Regions from separate parts of the Canis lupus genome. Here region 2 is linked to region 1. The links are chromatin contacts, called in public Hi-C maps. All regions are on one chromosome and are shown on one strand. Each heading gives the region's core, a stretch centred on a gene start, on an enhancer-like site or on the middle of the called end of the contact. The rest is flanking DNA. Distances are from core to core; before and after follow the strand shown. Region 1 overlaps KCNJ1 (ATP-sensitive inward rectifier potassium channel 1). Region 2 has its middle 300 kb from the start of ETS1.

Region 1 (3,176 bases), core at 676-3,175:
CCGTACCCAATGGTCACCTGGGTTTCCAGAGAAAACAGAAAAGCTGAGGTCAGGCCATTGATGTTCTCCACACAAGGGGTGTGGTTGACAGAAGGATGGAACTCGGGGAGATCTTTGTGAATGTACGCCACAGCGTACCACAGGAGACCAAAGAGGAACCAGCTCCCCAAGAAGGTTGTAATGAAGATGGTCATTTTGTATCTCCATTTGAGGTCAAGCACAGTTGTCCAGATGTCCACAAAGAATATAAACCTTGATTGTGCCTCCACATTGCCAAACTCTATGTTGCACCTTCCGTCTTTGGAGACCAGCCTTGCTCTTTGCCGAGAATGCCCAAAAAAGTGAGCAATGAACCATTTCCGAAGGTGTTTGAACATTCTTTCTGTCAACGCTCTGATCTGAAACACATCAAAAACAAAACAAAGTTTTGTTTATACCCACAGCGGACGAGGTGACTCACGTAGAGCTAACTGTATCTGAAAGACCATTCAAAACAATCTGAATTGCTGGTCATTCAGGAAAGCTGACAGTGTATTCTGGATACCACAACACTATTTTCAATAGAAACTTTCCACCAGATGACCATATTGCTTAAACATAAAAAGGAAAAATAATTACAGAGAGATAGAGATGGAACAAGCTTAAGAGGGCATGTATTCAAATGTTTCCTGACCATAGTCAGTGGCACAGACACTTAAAAATGTTTGTGATAACCAATTATGACCTGTGCTATGATTCATTTGATATTGTTCTTTAACTCTCCTTTTCCTTTAATAAATTTAGCTTGCGCTAAGCAAAAATATCTGTGAAACAGAAGCTGGAAGTACTATTTCTGTTTTTCATGATATATAAAAATAAATAGCTATAAAAAAGGTTCACCAATATACTACCTAAAGCTTCCTCTTTACTGCTATTATCACTCAATAACAAAAGAAATCTTGGCTCTGGAGCACCTGGGTGGCTCAGTGGTTGAGCATCTGCCTTTGTTTGGTTCAGGTCCTGATCCTGGGGTCCTGGGATCGAGTCCCGCATCAGGCTCACCACAGGAAGCCTGGTTCTCCCTCTGCCTATGTCTCTGCCTCTCTCTGTGTGTCTCTCATCCATAAATAAATAAATAAAATCTTTTTAAAAAACCTTGGCCCAATTCAATTTTCTCATTTATCCAATGAAGGGACTGAGATTCAGAAAATTTTAATGACATAGTCAAAGTCACGTACCAACTAGAGGCAGGATAACAACCAAAAATATAAAACATAACGTTCCCTGCTTCCAGTCCAGAGGAACTTCTAACATGCTGCATCTCAGCTATTAAATTTTATATTCTCAAGTCAGTTTTGCCTGAAACATTTTAAGACAAGTATTGGTCAACTTCCTTTTTTTTTTTTTAATGCTTGAGACTATTTAGAACAGAGTTCCTCAATACAATTTGGTCAAGTCCTACCATATGACAGAAGTTTGCTTGGTGGAGCTACAAGCCTATTTCCTTTCTCTCTCCATGGTATGCCAAGATTCCTGAAAGGAATAGTATGGTGATCACCACTAATAGCTCACACTTCCTTCCCTGCTTCTAAGCTGAAGGACTGGGAAGCTCTGATTTAAATAATACTGCATAAAGGTAGAACCACGCTTTATTCACTCCTCTATCCCAGCTGCTAGCACAGTCTATGGGCGCTTTTACTAGTTATTCAATGAACATAAGATGGAATAATTCGTGAACAAAGTGAGCTCTTCAAGATACTATCTAATCAGTGGTTTCTTGTTGATGATATTATTGTGACTTCCAGTTTACATCAAAAAAAGTGAAGGGATTTTCCCCTAAACAGCCAACAACGATGAAACCCACTGTCATCAACACTAGACTACCTCCTCCCCGAGACGTGCCCTCCCCCACTCCAAGGTGTGCCCACCATGGTGAGCAATGTCTTCGTGGTATTTTTAATTAAATGCAAATATGTTTCTAAAATAGATTTCAAAATCCCCCTTCAAAAAGGTGTTTATTCATACAAACCAGGAAGCGAAACCAACTTAGTGATAAATTTTAAACAAAAGTCCTATCCCGCAGTGTTTTGTTCACAGCCTTCAACTAGGTGAAAACACAAGAAGCCAACACCAGGTAGAAGTCATGAAGGGAAAAACCACAGGTATGGTGATTTGAAATGTTGAGGACGAGCGCTAAAGATACAAGGAAAGAAAATGCTACCAGGAGAGCAAACAGCAGTGCACACACTCAGAGGGCCCTGCCCACAGCCCACCCAACCCTCATTGACCTCAAGTCCCCAAAGAGTCTTAGGGGTTGGTCCCAGGTGAGGACCACTGAAGAAGAATCTGCCCCCCACTCTCCCCCAACCCCTGGCTCTCTCCCTTCTCTGCACACACATAGCTTCTCCTGCTTCACATTCACTGGGGGCTTCCTCCCTTTCTTGGGCTCATCAAAGCTCACATTGCTTTCTTTTTTTTTTTAATTTAAATTCAATTGGCCAACATATAGTGCTTATTCCATCACATGCTCTCCTTAGTGCCTGCCACCCAGTTAGCTCACACTGTTTTAAAAGCTTTTCATAGAGTGGTTGTCACCTAAGATAATAAGTTCTCAAGCTAACATTTATCAGGCGAATCCACATTCTCTTTGTCACCTATTATATTTCCAGTGATGGCTCCTGAAACACAACTTCTGAGTTTTTCTTCCTCATGCCTTTTCTCTTCTAGTCTCTCTTAAGTTCGTTTCATTTTTGAAGATAAAGAATATTTCTATAGGGTGAAGAAGTAGCCTCTGATTTATCTCTTGGATAAATTTGGGTCTCCATGCCTGCATTACTAGTCAAATATCCACCTGGCCTTGCAAAGAGCTAAAACAAAAGCAATCAGCTTATAATGCTTTCCCCAGACCTTCTGCACTTACCAACATCCTAAGCATATTCCGACCCGATGTATCCATGCCTGGGGAATGCAAGGAAGTGGCCTTGGGAATTGGTCTCTGTCTGCAGGCTGATTTCTTTTAGACTCGGCCCTAATTTATTTTAGGCTTTGGTCAGTGGACTGATGCTAATTTGTATTAACTTAAAAATGCTTAATTTGATAGTGGAGTTGGGTGGTTTAAACCAAGGCAATTGGTTGTTCTCAGACCAAGCCCCAAGCCAAGTATGTATTTTTTTTTTCAAACCTCACATGGCTTGAAT
Region 2 (3,355 bases), core at 348-2,847, 550 kb before region 1:
TTAGATAAGTTTATGAGTAAAAATATGCAAAAATGGTGAACATGAATAGAGAGAAAAAGACAGTCAAAGAAGAGGCTGTTACTCTGGAAAACTAGTGCGCCTTTCAGCAAAGAACTCATAATGAATCAATTGTCAGCTCAGCTGAACTGTTTGTGAATGGAATGCTTTCTGTTGCATGAATGAATACAGTTCCATAATTTACAAAAAGTGACTCAAAATGGGCTGAGATATGAACATGATTTGACTGATCAATTACTGCACATGTTTTCCCTCCTGTCAGCCACAGTCATGTTGGTTTTACTCTGTCACCCAGATACTAGTAAGCCATAGCCAAGTTGTAGGAGAAACCCAGTCATTTATAATGTAACTAGAGAACTGTCCATCTGCTCTTTCCACACTGAGGAGCAGCTCTGATTTGAGGACTAAGGGCTTCAGGCCAGCGAAGACCTTTCCACTCTCAGCTTTCTCTGAGCCAGAAAACTCGTACAGCACTGCACTGTTGAATCTTAGACCTGAGGTCTATAAAACTCATTTAGTTTCTTCTGTTGTCTTTTTGCAGGCTGGAACCAAGTTTAACAAGAAAAAATAAATGATTGTAAGAAATATAATTAAAGCTTCCTGAAAAGGAAAACCTTGGTGACTTTAGGTAAGTTGTCTCTAGCCTCTTAAATCTTACAGTCAGAGAGTTTTTCTGTTATTGTTTTGTTGTGTTCTTGTTACAATATTGGGCTGACAATCCCCACCTCTAACTTGTTCTTTTTTATCCTGTACTTTATGGAGCTAGCAGAACCACTGGCCTGCACTTAGGAAAGAGGTGTATGCTATGCAATTTACCTTATCAGTTTCCTCTATTATATGCATATTCTGCTTAAGGAATAGATTTTGTTTAAACAGAAGTACCCAGCAGTATTACTAAAACCTCATTTTCAGCATATAGTTTTATTTAGCAATCAATCCTTCCAGAAATAAGGAAAATAGGCAGATTGCCCTGATATGTTTAACACATTTTGTACCCATCAAATTAGGGCTCAATCTGTCCTTACTCTTCAAACTAGAAGCCTAGATATAAAATCAAGTTCACGTAAAACTTCTGCCCACAATGAAGTCTTAATAGTCTGGGTCAAGGGGGAGTCATGTGTTCTAAAATCTTGCCACTAGAGGGAGTAAAACCCAGCAGTCTGCAAAGCATCGCCCTTGCAATGTTGACTGTTTTACCTTTCTCTTTAAACAAATGATCCTCAGCTCAGTTGCCCCAGAAAAACACCAGCATCTGGTGTGCTGTGTTTATTCTGAGGTTACTATTTCTAAAAATAGTTTTCTGAAAAATTGTCCTCTCTGACTGGGAAGCACACAGGCAGAGTGGTGATCAAGTGGGAGGTTCTCCTACCTCAGAAGGTCCCTGGAAGCTGGGAGTATGGGACATGAACAGACTTTTAAAAAGCACAAAACTAATTTACATGTGAGAGCTACAGGTGCCCATGAGGCCTCTGGTGGGCGAGATTCACCAAACCTTATAAAAGCAGAAGGCTGGCTGGAAGCTATGGACATCCCCACTGAGCTAATGCTCTTTAGGTGCCCACACAGGTGACAGGGAACATGCAGCTCTGCATGACAGATTTACTTCAGCCAGTTGGTGGCAGATGAATGAGGGCTTGCCAACCTCTGGTTGTCTTCCAGGCAGCACGAGGGGAAACAGGTGTGTGTGTGTGTGTGTGTGTGCGCGCGCGTGCATGTGTATGCTCACAAACCTGCTAGAAGGAAGAGAATGGAGACAGCCAAGATTTAGGGGGGTGGGTGTCTCTCCATTTCCCTCCTCCAACTATTACCCCTATCTAATCTTCCAATTTCTAGTAAGGAGTTGCCATTGTTGGAGTCATTCTTATTTCTCTATAGAGTCCATTCTAAAATCCCCTATAGAACTAAAGTAAAAGATTCCAGAAGTGGAATCTCTGTCCTCCTGAAGGGCATTTGAGACAACACTGTGCACTTCCCAGTAGGGAGCTGTGTACTCTTCTGTCTTAGGACCCCAGCCCTATTTCCGGTGCCTCCAGCTTCCCTCTCCTGGTTGGGATTGTCATGATGCCTCAGCATTAAACCCAACCCATCTCCAGTGGGTTGGAAGCAGGCTGTAGGTGTCACTCATGTCCTGGGCAACACCACACAACACGTGGGAGAATCTGGCATGCACACGCCCTCTACAGAGAGAGAACCAGCCACTTCCCCCTTTGGCAGACCCCGAGCCACGTAGGAAGCAGCTATTCTAGGTGTCTTCCAGGGTAGGTTGCCAGAGGATAAATTCTCTGTGTCACCCTGATGAACTCATGGGACAGTTTTGTCTACTTGGATACTGGAGAAGCCCACCCTGAACTTTCAGTGTTATTGCTGAAGTTTGTAGTTTCTCAGCCTTTATGTGGATGTAGAAAGAACAGCAGACTGGATATTAGGGGACTTCTGGCTTCTAGTGGCTGCGCTATGTATTGGTTATCTAATTCTGATTTGAGACAGTTTGTTGAGCTCTCCAGGCCATGGTTTCCTCATCCAGAAAACGGGAATGTTAGACAAGACTTTCTGTTAGGATCTTTCTGATGCAAAAGGTCCATGATTTCTGTCTGGAGAATCCAGCTTCTTCTACCATTTCTAGCCCACTGCCTCCACCTGAAAGTCAATAGAGGTCTTGGTGCACCGAGGTGCACTACCAACCCCAGGGCACAGAGCCACACTGTGTGGGAGGACGCAAATTTAGAAGGAAACAAGCTTCATTTAATCTGCCTGATATGGTTATCTCTCTGAGACTTGTGCCCATGCAAGCGAGATGGGGGTGAGGAGGAAGGGAGGGGGACACACCATCAAATGTCAAATGTTTAGCAAAGACTTTGAAGTCTGACAATTGAGACTTCCGGTAACTTTTGTCTCTACTTTTGTAAAACAGAGAGGGAAGGGGGAGAAAAGGGTAAGGGACAGACAGAAAGAGTTGAGAGAGAGGGGACAAAAAAAAAAATGGACCCAAGTATGAGACAGACATCATGGAGTTTTCATGCAAAGATTAGGAAAATAATATCTAAATTACTTGTAAGTGATCCAGGACGCTCTTCTTTGGCTGCCTTTATGAGAATGCCTGGCTCTGAACAAACACTGAATTTCAAGCCACAATGATATTCCCATGTGGCCATGACGCACGTGCTGAGAAGAAGCATGAATGGCCCAACCTGGGGAACACGGTGCCAGCATTCCTAAAGCCTCTGCCCTCAGGGGCTGTACCATTGTTTGAGGGAAATAAGAAATGGCCATGAACTAATGAACAATGATAAGATACAAGAGTGCAAAGTAGGATGCAAGACGATACTTTTTTCTTTAA

What was found. Hi-C and Micro-C count contacts between places; a contact is called where the count stands out from the background.
Region 2: a contact with region 1 is called in a Hi-C map of skin fibroblasts, with 3 times the contacts expected there. The contact joins two enhancer-like sites. A contact is called at or near these places in 4 of 9 Hi-C or Micro-C datasets (amygdala, blood and skin fibroblasts).

Annotation. Positions count from the first base shown.
Region 1 is chr5:5,840,355-5,843,530 of UU_Cfam_GSD_1.0, reverse strand. KCNJ1 (ATP-sensitive inward rectifier potassium channel 1) reads right to left here. Exons shown (of 3, transcript XM_038535661.1): 3 at 1-398. The coding sequence starts at 377. Among named protein-coding and RNA genes, the nearest start is that of KCNJ1, 27 kb to the right of the region's middle. Within about 2 kb of position 1,925, at least 2 of the 20 cell types and tissues checked have an H3K27ac peak or open chromatin away from gene starts, as enhancers often do. A contact at or near this core is called in blood, where this site is marked.
Region 2 is chr5:6,386,568-6,389,922 of UU_Cfam_GSD_1.0, reverse strand. No RefSeq gene overlaps it. Among named protein-coding and RNA genes, the nearest start is that of ETS1, 300 kb to the right of the region's middle. Within about 2 kb of position 1,597, at least 5 of the 20 cell types and tissues checked have an H3K27ac peak or open chromatin away from gene starts, as enhancers often do. A contact at or near this core is called in blood, where this site is marked.